Linked DNA regions of Mus musculus: region 2 is linked to region 1. A link is a contact called in public HiChIP or PLAC-seq data. All regions are on one chromosome and are shown on one strand. Each heading gives the region's core, a stretch centred on a gene start, on an enhancer-like site or on the middle of the called end of the contact. The rest is flanking DNA. Distances are from core to core; before and after follow the strand shown. Region 1 overlaps Rnf157 (ring finger protein 157). Region 2 holds the start of Rnf157 (ring finger protein 157).

What was found. HiChIP or PLAC-seq counts read pairs in DNA pulled down with a chosen protein or histone mark.
Region 2: a BATF HiChIP or PLAC-seq map of CD8 T cells shows a contact between it and region 1, with 48 read pairs. The contact joins the promoter of Rnf157 here to the enhancer-like site in region 1. A contact is called at or near these places in 5 of 39 promoter capture datasets (the C10 cell line, the HPC-7 cell line, cranial neural crest and 1 more), 2 of 15 datasets of contacts at CTCF or cohesin (CD8 T cells and the NIH/3T3 cell line), 11 of 484 Hi-C or Micro-C datasets (the Ba/F3 cell line, the G1E-ER4 cell line, the MNK3 cell line and 5 more), 15 of 115 datasets of contacts at active chromatin or transcription factors (the 230-238 cell line, CD8 T cells, the HPC-7 cell line and 8 more) and 4 of 9 other capture datasets (adipose tissue, embryonic stem cells, liver and 1 more).

Annotation. Positions count from the first base shown.
Region 1 is chr11:116,373,771-116,379,561 of GRCm38.p6, forward strand. The region is part of intron 2 of Rnf157 (ring finger protein 157); the gene reads right to left. Among named protein-coding and RNA genes, the nearest start is that of Rnf157, 36 kb to the right of the region's middle. Within about 2 kb of position 3,496, at least 87 of the 459 cell types and tissues checked have an H3K27ac peak or open chromatin away from gene starts, as enhancers often do. A contact at or near this core is called in the 230-238 cell line, CD8 T cells, the G1E-ER4 cell line and 6 more, where this site is marked.
Region 2 is chr11:116,409,822-116,415,612 of GRCm38.p6, forward strand. It overlaps Rnf157 (ring finger protein 157), which reads right to left and starts at 3,211. Exons shown (of 19, transcript NM_027258.1): 1 at 2,876-3,211. The coding sequence starts at 2,963.

The DNA.
Region 1 (5,791 bases), core at 2,246-4,745:
TATAAAAGTCTAAGATGCTTTAAGTCATGTACACTGAAATCTAGTAGCTACAATTGCACCTTCTCGATAGTACAGGTCAGAGACAAAATCTAGACCTCCCAACCCATCAAGTTCAGGGCATGTGGGCTCCCCACACCCTGAGCTCTCCCTGTCCTTCCTGAGGGCTCTGCTTTTCTCTGTCCTCACCACCTCCCGGTCCTGACCCCTTGAGCCACACGCTTCAATGCCACCAATGCTTTTCCATGCAAGCTTTTCTCCACGGCTCTGCTTCTCTGACTGACTCCTTGCCTGCCAGTAGGATGCCAAGCTTCAGCTCCACGGCAGGTCATGCCTGCAATCTTGTAATCCCTACTTCTGAGGCAGAAGCTAGAGAGTTGACAGTTTGAGGCCAGTCTGCTCTACTTAAGGAGATCCTGTCTAAAACAAACAGACAATCAAAGGGCCATGCTCCAAGTTTACTCAGGGCGTAAAGCAAGGACAGAAATCCTTTATGAAGGGCTTCGTGGGCCAGCAAGATGGCTCTGTGGGTGAACTCGCTTGCTGCCCCGCTGACAGCCGAGCTCCATCCTCAGTACTCACTCACACAAGTGGAAAGAGACCCAACTTCTCTAAGTTTCCTCCTGACCTCCATGTGAGTGTTGTGGCACGTGCACCCCCAATCCCGCCACACAGACCACAAATACACATAAAAAAAAATCCCCAATAAGTAACTGTAATAAAAATAATTCATACTACCCATCCCCCAACATCATTAATGTAAGTTAAATTTATAATTCTCAGCCTGGCCATTTATACAAAGACTCTTTTATGCTTAATAACCTGTAAAGAATGCACAACTCCATAATTAAGTAAGAAGTCCAAGGTTCAGCAGGACTTAGTGACTGGCCTCTAACAAAATATGGAAAAGTGGAAGTTTTCAGTAGATAAACCTGTACTGTCTGGATCAAGTGATCAAGATTGATCAAGGGGCTGGTGAGATGGCTCAGTGGGTAAGAGCACCCGACTGCTCTTCCAAAGGTCAGGAGTTCAAATCCCAGCAACCACATGGTGGCTCACAACCATCAGCAACCACATGGTGGCTCACAACCATCTGTAATGAGATCTGACACCCAGAGAGATACAGTGTACTTACATATAATAAATAAATAAATCTTTAAAAAAAAAAAAAGGATTGATCAATAATGGGTCCAGGAGTACTATACTACAATAATACAAGAAATACTATAGTACACAGAATATTGTATTCCTATAATACAAGGGATTCTATAAGAAATACCATAGTACAAGGAATACTGTAGTACTAGAAATACTATAGTTCAAAGAATACTATAATACTGTACTACAGTAATACAATGAATACTATAATATAAAGAATACCAGCCGGGCGTGGCGGCACACGCCTTTAATCCCAGCACTCAGGAGGCAGAGGCAGGAGGATTTCTGAGTTCGAGGCCAGCCTGGTCTACAGAGTGAGTTCCAGGACAGCCAGGGCTATACAGAGAAACCCTGTCTCAAAAAACAAAAACAAAAAAAAGAATACCATAGTACAAGGAATATCTCTGAAATGATGTAATAAGGACATCACAGTACTCTTCAAAATCTACAGCTCACAGTTGTGGTGTGGCATACCTTTATTGTCAGCACTCAGGAAGCAGAAGCAGGCTGATTCTGTGAGTTCAAGGCCAGCCCAGTCTACATAGTGAGACCCTGTTTTTAAAAAATATAAATTAAAAATCTGTAACTCAGACTTTGAAACAGGTCATAGAAAAACAGGACCCACTGGTGAAACGTGTGCGTGGGTTTACACAAGTTGCTTTACCCACCAATCCTCTGTTTCCTTAAGAATAAAACATACAGTAAGAAGTTACCCAATAATTTATGAGATTAAAATTTGTATTCATCAAGATCCAGGAAGGGGTGAGTGAGAAGGCTCACAGGGTAAACTCACCACATGTGAAACCTGATAAGCTGAGCGAGTTCAAGTCCCAGGACCCGCAGAGAAGGAGGAAACTCTCAAAGGTAGTCCTGGAATGTCGCCTTGAATATGTGATACATGTGTGCACATACAACACACTAATACATTTCCCTTAAAAATGACTGCTGGACAGTGGTAGTGAACACTTTTAATCCCAGCTCTTGGGAGGCAAAAGATCTCTGAGTTCAAGACCAGCCTGGTCTACAAAGTGAGTTCCAGGACAGCCAGAGCTACACAGAGAAACCCTGTCTTGAAAAACCAAATCAAACCAAACAAAAGAACAAAAAAACCAAACAAACAAACAAAAAAACCCTAGGCTTTCCCCATTGGAACTGCCTGTGAGTTGAGAGAAGTGTCTAGGTGTCGGCTCTTCAATGTCAAAGAAGGAACAATACACTCTCAGTTTTGGGATGTATTTCCCTTGCTGGGCTGTTTTATGCAGCAAAGCAACAATTTTTTCTGCAAAGTCAAAAAACAATTCATAAAAGTAGTTTTTCGGGCTGGAGAGCTGGCTCAGAGTTAGGGTCCTTCCTGCCCTTGCAGGGAGCCAGGGCTCAGCTGGCAGCACCTGCATGGTAGCTCACATCTCTAACTCCAGCCCCTGGGCATCTGCACCCTCTCCTGGCATCCATGGGCTCCTGCACACACATGGTGCACATAAGCTCACCCAGGCAAACACACATATGTACACAAAAACATTAAAATTGGGCTGGAGAAATGGCTCAGGGGTTAAGAACACTGACTGCTCTACCAGAGGTCCTGAGCTCAATTCCCAGCAACCACATGGTGGCTCACAACCATCTGTAATGGGATCTGATGCCCTCTCCTGGTGTGTCTGAAGACAGCGACAGTGTACTTAGATATAATAAATAAATAAATCTTTAGGCCAGAGGGATTGAGCGAGGTCGTCCGGAGCGAGCCGAGGTTCTGAATTCAAATTCCCAGCAACCACGTGAAGGCTCACAACCATCAGTACAGTTACAATGTACTCATGTACATTAAATAAATAAATAAATAAATAAATAAGTAAGTAAATAAATCTTAAAAAAAAAAAATAAGATACAGCTGAGGACTATGTTCCACAGTTAGCTCACTCTTAGCTCTGCCTTCTACAAAAAATAAGCATATAACTAATTTCTGTATATCAGAGCTCCTAAGCCACTTGCTCATGGACTGGCTAGAAAATGAAGTAAGTATGCCACTTAGAGATGTTGTTAAGACTTTTTGGCCCAGAAGGGCTTTTATAGCCTTCAGTAGAAAGTAGAACTGTCTCATTAAAATTTATATATCTTTAAAAGTAGAAAATTCTCTGGGTGTGGTGGTACATGTAACCCTAACATTCAGAAGGCAGAGGCAGAAAGATCACAAGTTCAAGGCCTGAATCACACCAAAAAAGGAAAAGAAAAAAAAAAAAGGCAGAAAAATGAAGCAAAATTTTCTTTGAACTGCAACAGTAGTAAGCACTGTTTCCCGTAAGGGACCACGACGGCAACAGGAAGCGGGTGAGAGTGTCCGTGGTTTCTAAGACATTTCGAGGAAATTCCTGCAGCCAGATGCTTCAGAGCTCATCTGCCCAACACCACAGCTGCCCTGGGCTCTCAGTGGCACTTTCCAGAGAGACTCCCACCACACAGCACCTTTCCCCACGATCCTGTAAGAGTGTCTGAGCCCAGCTTGCCACCTTCCTAGTGCACCACAACTCTGTGTGTGTGTGTGTGTGTGTGTGTGTGTGTGTGTGTGTGTGTGTGCTATTCTGGGACATTATATTCTGGAGGGGAAAACCCACTTTTGGGCCACTTGCATGATGAAACCAGTACAGACAGAAATATATACTGGCAGTGTGTGCCCCAGGGTGACTCACTAGACTGAGTATTGCCTCTCAGACCACATGTGCACAATTAACACTCACAAATATAACTGAAAAAAGAAAGGTCACCAGGTAGATCTGATTTCTTTTGTGTGACAAGGGCACACGCCGTGCAGCCTGGCTGGTCCAGAACTCACTATGTAGACCAAGGTGGTCTTGAACTTTTAGCATCCTCTCTCTAGTCTCTGCCCCGTGAGTTCTGGGTGGGCCACAGGACTGGACCTGAGGGACACACTTACTTATTAAGTTGTCTTGCTACTTAGTATTTCTTAAGCTAACTGATTTAATTACCAGGGGTGACATCGGAAGTCAGGTCAGGGCGTTGCCTCTGTTCTCCCACTGACTTGACGGAGGACACTCAGACAAGTCATTATAAATGTCCCTGGACATCAGTGTCCCCATCTGTAGAACAAGAATTACAGCTCCTGTGTATCTTAAAGGGAAACTGAGATCAAATGAAAATGCTTTGAAAGGCATGTCACCAGCGATCAGCAATGGTGACATGATCCTCAATAGCACATTCTACCTGGGATACATGCTTTGTTTCTTACATTATTTTTGTCTTTCATAATGCCCACACATATACACACACATATACATAATTAAAAATATCAAAAATAAATCTTTAAAAATAATGTATAGCTGGGCAGTGGTGTGACACACGACTTTAATCCCAGCACTTAGGAGGAAGAGGTAGGCGGATTTCTGAGTTCGAGGCCTGTCTGATCTACAGAGTGAGTTCCAGGACTACCAGGGCTACACAGAGAAACCCTGTCTTGAAAAAACAAAAAAAGCAAAACAAAACAAAAAGTACAAATGAAATATAAGCAATTAAGTATCTCATCTATAAATCCCTGAGCACTTGGAGTAAACACAATTAGACTGTACATTACTTTGCTGTGACCCTGGAGAGACTGTGTCTTCCCAGAAATATTTACTCTGTTTGAGACGCAAACTTCCAACAGAGACATAAATTCCAACTCTGTCAAGGTATTAGCACATGCGTTCAATCCCAGCACTCAGGAGTTTGAAGCAGACAGAGATCCGTGAGTTCTAGATTAGCCAGGACTGCACGGTAAGACACTGTTTTAAAAGAGAGAAAGATAATGTTTCAGTTAGGGTCCCCATTACTGTGGCTAACCATGACCAAAAGCAACTTGTGGAAGACAACATTTAATTCAGCTTACAGCTGTCAGCCTGAGAGAAGTCACACGATGAGGCATTTTCTCAGTAGAGCTTCTGCTCCTGAGATGACTTCAGCATGTGACAAGGTGACAAACAAACAAAAATAATTAATTAATAAAACCAAGATTTCCAAACCCCCCAAAACCTTGAGTTGGTCGTCCCTTCCTGTCACTCGGGCGATGGCAGCCAAGGATCTGTTTCCTACCCTCATAGGTTGGCTCTCTGCAGATGACAAGACACATTAGGTGGGCACAGAGCACTGTGCACTAAGCAGCCTGGGACGGCTCTGGTGGCTCCACTGGAAGTAGCCCACTTTCAGTGAGTCCTGAAGGAATTTAAACACAAAAACAAAAATATCCCAGCAGGGGACAGCCTGCTGTCTTCTTCTGTGGTGACACACAGGACACAGCTACTGTCCCTTTAGATGAACTTTGGTGTTAACATAATCCTAGCCCTACAAGGGCTGAGGCTGATTAGCAGATGAAGAAGGTAAGTCCTGCCTACATAAGACCCTGCCAACAAACAAAACATTTGAAGAAAACCATAGCTAGCTAGAAATGAGTACGGATTAAATTATTTTCTTTTTTTGAAACAGGATTTCTCTACATAACCTTGGCTGTTCTAGAACTCACTTTGTAGACCAGGTTGGCCTTGAACTCACAAAGATCCACCTGCCTCTGCCTCCCTAGTCCTAAAATTAAAGATGTGCACCACACCCAGCCTCAGATTACATTTCTGTTACACTAAGAAGCCCGAGTCTGTGG
Region 2 (5,791 bases), core at 1,961-4,460, 36 kb after region 1:
CCTCTGACACTAAATGATTGGCACTGAACTTTTTGGAAGAAGTTTAATTTAAAAAAAGATTTATTTATTATATATAAGTACACTGTAGCTGTCTTCAGACACACCGGAAAAGGGCATCAGATCCCATTACAGACGGTTGTGAGCCACCATGTGGTTGCTGGGATTTGAACTCAGGACCTCTGGAAGAGCAATCAGTGCTCTTAACCACTGAGACACCTCTCCAACCCGAAGTGTAATTTTTAAATAGTGATTATTTTAAGACTGTATAGTTATTCATTTTTAAATGTATTCCAGCACTCTTGCAACAATTAAAAATTCTAGCTTAGCAAGACTAATTAAACAGCCAAACACTGTATTACACCTGAAATCCTTATCACTTCAGAGCCCAAGGCAGAGATCTCAATAGTTCCTGATAAGATAATAGTAAGATGGTGACTCAAAAAAAAAGGAGAAAGAGAAAGAAAGAAAGAAAGAAAGAAAGAAAGAAAGAAAGAAAGAAAGGAAGGAAGGAAGGAAGGAAGACAGACAAATTAAGAGAGAGATTAAGCCGGGCGTGGTGGCGCACGCCTTTAATCCCAGCACTCAGGAGGCAGAGGCAGGCGGATTTCTCAGTTCGAGGCCAGCCTGGTCTACAAAGTGAGTTCCAGGACAGCCAGGGCTATACAGAGAAACCCTGTCTCAAAAAACCAAAAAAAAAAAAAAAAAAAAAAAAAAAAAAAAAAAAGAGAGAGAGAGAGAGATTAAAAGAGGGAGCCGCTAGTTAAGAGCCCATGCTGCTCTTGCAGAGGACACAAGTAGTTTAGTTGCCAGCTCCCACACTCAGTAGCTCACAATTGCATACATGCCTATAACTGCAGCTCCAAAGAGTCCAATGCCGCTGCAGCCACACACATTCACACATAATTAAAAAAAAATAGATTCTTTTTAAGAGGAAGCTACTATGGTTACATTCTAGATTATCAACTTGCCTAGTTGATAATTTGCAGACATCCTTGGCTACAAAAATCACTCTGAGGCCACCCAGTGCTAAATAAGACCCTGTTTCAAAAACAACACTAAAAAATGAAGAAGTAAAAATGAGTTAAAATTAGGTAAAACATTTCAGAGATTGGCAGAGTGGGGAGCATTTTTGAATTGTTAAATACTAAATGTGTTAGTTAAGAAAGGCTTTGGAGCCAGATGTGGCAGCTCACCTTGTAATCCTCCTGTTTGGAAGGGGAGGCTAAGGCAAGAGGATTAAGTGGAGGAAGGGTAAATATTCTCCTGAGGCAGCGGACTCTCTCACAAACTCCAAGCTCAGCAAAGCATGCTCTATCTTCTGATCGATAAAAGGCTAAGGCACTTAAGAGGAAAAACCCAACTGCTGCTGTGCTTTTTAGTTTTTTTTTTTAGGCAGGGTTTCTCTGTATAACCGCCCTGGCTAGAACTCGGTTTGTAGATCAGGCTGGCCTTGAACTCACAGAGAGATATATACATACTTGCCTCCCAAGTGCTGGGATTAAGGCGTGCACCACCACACCTGGCTTCATATTTGTGTTTTTAAAAGAACAAAATGCTAGTTGGGTATAGTGGCTCACATTTGTAATCCTATGGCTGGGGAGCGGGGCTAGATCAGCCTCCTTTTTGTTGTTGTATTGGTTTTATTTTGTTTGAGACAGTCTCACTGTGTAGCCCAGGCTGACCCCAAATTTAACAATCCTGCCTCAGCCTTCAGGGCACCAAGATGCAATTTTAATAGATAAAAGTAACCATGCGGTCATTATTAGCAAGAGGTTTATTAAAAACACTAACAATCGCTGCTTAATGTCAGACCTCTCTAAAGTGGTTCTCACTCATTTCTGCTAGGACTCATTCTCTGGCACAAAAGCAGCAAGACAGGGAGCTACTGGCACTCACTCCGCAGGGAGGCAGGTTCATTGTCTGGTCCCAGCTTCCACCTGGCAGAAACTGGATGTACTGCTGAGAAATCAGCTCGACTCATTAGCATGTCTTTATTCTACCAAGAGAGAATGGGACCCTGTCCAATTCTGACACCTCACTCACTACTCCCGCATCAAAATCCACACCAGGTCCTCAAGCCAGAGGGAAGGTGGTAGACACGAGTCCCGGGGGTCTTGAGATCAGCAAGCAAAAAAAAATTTTTTTTAGATAAAGGTGATGATAAAGGACATGTAGCTGGGTCACTCGCCAGCAGCTTGAACAGCAGTCCTCACTCAAGTGGACTACTTTCTCATCTGCTGTCAAAACTCTCCTGCAATGCTGATGCTGATGGAGGCATTGACTGTTTCAAGTGACAGTGTACGACAGAAAACACTTTTGCTCTGTCTCCAGCCATCTCCTTGACAGAAACTAGGAAAGGGGCAATCCAAGTGACTCTTGTCAGATTCCTACACATCTCTGTTAACTTAGTTTCTCCCCCAATCCCCGCCCTGATAGTCTCCAGAAAAGCGAAGAACTGCTTAAGCAAGTTCGTCCTCCCGCACTACTCCTCACGCTCGCAGAAACGCACTTCTAGCTGTCCCAAGGGACATGGATGCGACAGCCCGGGGACAACACCTGGCACAGGTGCCTGTCAGGGATGCCTCTCCAACCCGCAGCCGCTGCAACGCCGCATCCCCGGCGGCGCGCGTCCCTGTCGCAGAGCAGATTACCACGGAGGACGCGAGCGGTGACCTCGGTGACCCTGCAGGCACCTGCAGTCCTCCGCGTGGCGTCGCCGAGGCCCGGGATGGGGAGCGCCCCCCGCCCTGCATCCCGAAGACCTCCCCCGCTCCGCGGCCGACTCGGGGCCGCCCGGGCCACCGCGTTGCCCGCCCGCAGCATCCGACGCGCGGCCTCCCCTCCGCCCGGCCCGTGGCGCGCGCCCGGCCCTCACCGGACTTGGGCGGGTAGCGGTACACGGAATTGGACGGGATGTCCACCTCCTCCACGCCCGCGTGCTGCCGGCTCGTCAGGGCCCCCATGGCCGCTGCGATCGCGGCGTCGCCCGGGCTCCGGCGTCCGAGCCTCAGCGCGCCGGCCGGCCGCACGCCCGGTGCGGGGGTCGGCTGCCCGCCGCGGCCCGCTCGGCTGAGGCGCTGCTGCGGCTGAGGCTGCGGGGAGCGGCCCGCACGGCGCGCACCATCCTCCGCCGGGCACCGCGGCGGCGCCTCTGCCTGAGGGGGCTGCGGGGCTGAGCCCGGGGGCGCCGCCGCCGCCTCAGACCGCGTGATGTCAGCGGCGGCTAGCGCGCGGGGGGACCGCGGCGGCCTCAGCCAATGGGACGGCGGGGCGGGAGCGCCCGCGGGCCGGCCAGCCAATAGGAAACGAGCTGCGGTGGGCGCCCGCGGCGCGTGCTTCGCGCGGAGGTTGCGGCGCGGATGCGGCCTGGGGCTCGGCGGCAGCGACGGGCAAGGGTCTGAGTCTCCCGGAGCTGCTCGGCCACGGCGGGTGGAAGAAGCATGGTCCCCGCCGCACCCGAGCGGTGTCCCGGTGGGATTATTGCTCCGGGTGCGCCTCCCCCGTGGCACCGGGGAGGCCTGCCTCGAGCTCGCGCGTCTTTGTCCCTGAATCCCACAGCGAGCCGCCCCGCCCTGGCAGCCAGAGCCCCGCCTCCTCCGCGTCTGTCGAGGTCATAGCCCAGGGGCGAGCATCCACATCCCTCATGCCCCTACCGCCTGAACCCCAAGTGCTCTGCCAACCTCACATCCCAAATGTCACCAAGACTGCATAGGGGATGTTGGGATGGTCAGCTAAGATGTGGCCATCCCTCCGTAAATGCTGTTTGTAACCTCCTTCCTGGGACAGCTCGGGTAGCCTTTAGGGTTTGGATTGGTAGGCATTAACTCAAGATAGTCACTCTGAGCCTGTCCCTTGTGAACTGTTCTCTGGAGACACTGGAAAGAGCCTTGTGTGGCCTATCAGTGAACAGTCCTCGAATCAAAAAGGGAATTTGATAGGGCAGATCTAGGACTTCCCTACACACACACACACACACACACACACACACACACACACACACAGTGGGCAGGCAGAAGACGTCATTGCTCAGTTAATTACAGACATTTATGTATTTGTGGGTATGATGAGGTTTTGGGGATTTTTTTGTTTTGTTTTTGTTTCTCTGGGGGGAGACTGATCAAGGTTCCGAACTGTTTCAGCATGACGTCAACTTTCAACAACATACACAGTAGTTTGGGGTGACTGATTCCCTTCTTTAGGTTTGTAAAACTGTTTTGTAGATCTGTCTGTCTCCTGATCTCTTCTCTTCTCTTCTCTTCTCTTCTCTTCTCTTCTCTTCTCTTCTCTCACCCCCCCGCCCCCCCCCGTGTGTGTGTGTGTGTGTGTGTGTGTGTGTGTGTGTGTGGTTTGCAGGGGTTGGTGTGGTTTAAGTTTTGTTGTTGATGTTAACATTTTATTTGTGTGTTGGCAGGGGGGGGTTCCTCTCCTGTATCGCCAGGTGATTTTAGAGGTCAAAGGACAACTTGCAGAAGTGTTTTCTCTTCAACTGTGTGGATTCTAGGGATATATCTCAGTTCCTCGGCTCCCCCTCCACCTTGAGACCAGATCTCATGTAGCTCTCGTTGACCCAGAACTTCTTGTAACCAATGTGGCCTTGAATTTCTGAGTCTCCTGCCTCTGCCTCCCAAGAGTATTTTGCATTTTCATTCACCTGAATTTAACTGACTCTGTGTTAAAGTTACTTATGAAAAATTGCCTTGGTTTTCCCCCAAGGTCCCCTGGAAGCCAGGCACCCACTCCTATCATGCACATCGGGTGATAATGAGGGAGGCCAAGTCCCTGCTCCAGACACCCTCATCCAGGTCACAGGGCTCACCTGAATTTGGAGCTCTCCCTGCAGCCCCCCAGCCCTAACCATTAGGCTTCCAGAGGTATCTTAGGGGAGAGCTGTAGCCTCCCTCTATTTTCCTTTCTCTACACACAGATCCTTCCTCACAGGTGCCAGGTGACTGCGTGTGGCTCCAGCCTTTGGGAAGTGGAGAAAGCTGGATCAAGAACTCCAGACTGCATAATGAGCTAGCTCAGGCCACATGAAACCTTGGAGCGTATAAAACAGCAAAAACCACAGACTTGCAGACAAAAGTGACACAACCATTTCTATTTTTGAGATAGGGGGTCTCACTGTGCTGCCCACCTCAGTACTGTTGATTACAGGATCCTCTGTCTGGGGCTGTGGACAGAAGGGCCAGCAGTTAAGGCTCTTCCTGTTCTTACAAAGGACCTAAGTTTGAGTCCCAGCACCCACATGGTATCTCAGAACCATCTGTAACTCTGGTTCCAGGGAATGTCATACCCTCTGTTGACTCTGGGGACCTGACACTGCACATTGTGCACAGACATACATTCAAGGGTAACAACGTACAGCCAGGTTTCGTAGTGAATATCTTTAATCTCAGCACTTGGGAGGCAGAGGCAGGTGGATCTCTGTGAGTTCAAGGCCCACCTGGTTTACATAGTGAGTTCCAGGCTAGCCAGGGCTGCATAGTGAGACCATGCCTTTAAATAAATAAATAAATAAATAAATCCAATAAACAAAAAGTAGCGACACTCATAGGACCTCAGCCTGCTTGGAGCCTGATATAGATTAATTCCTATCTCCCATAGCGCTTCCCATCCTAGAAGGTGATGCCTCCTCCCATGAGGAAATCATACCCACAGCCTTGGAAAAGTAAAGAGACATAAGATAGAGCAGCCACGGCAGTGAGGCTCCGGGCCAGGCTTGTTTTGTTTGCTTGCTTGCTTATTTAGAAAGCAAAAAGCAACTTTATGTAGATTGCAGCTGGGGGGGAGG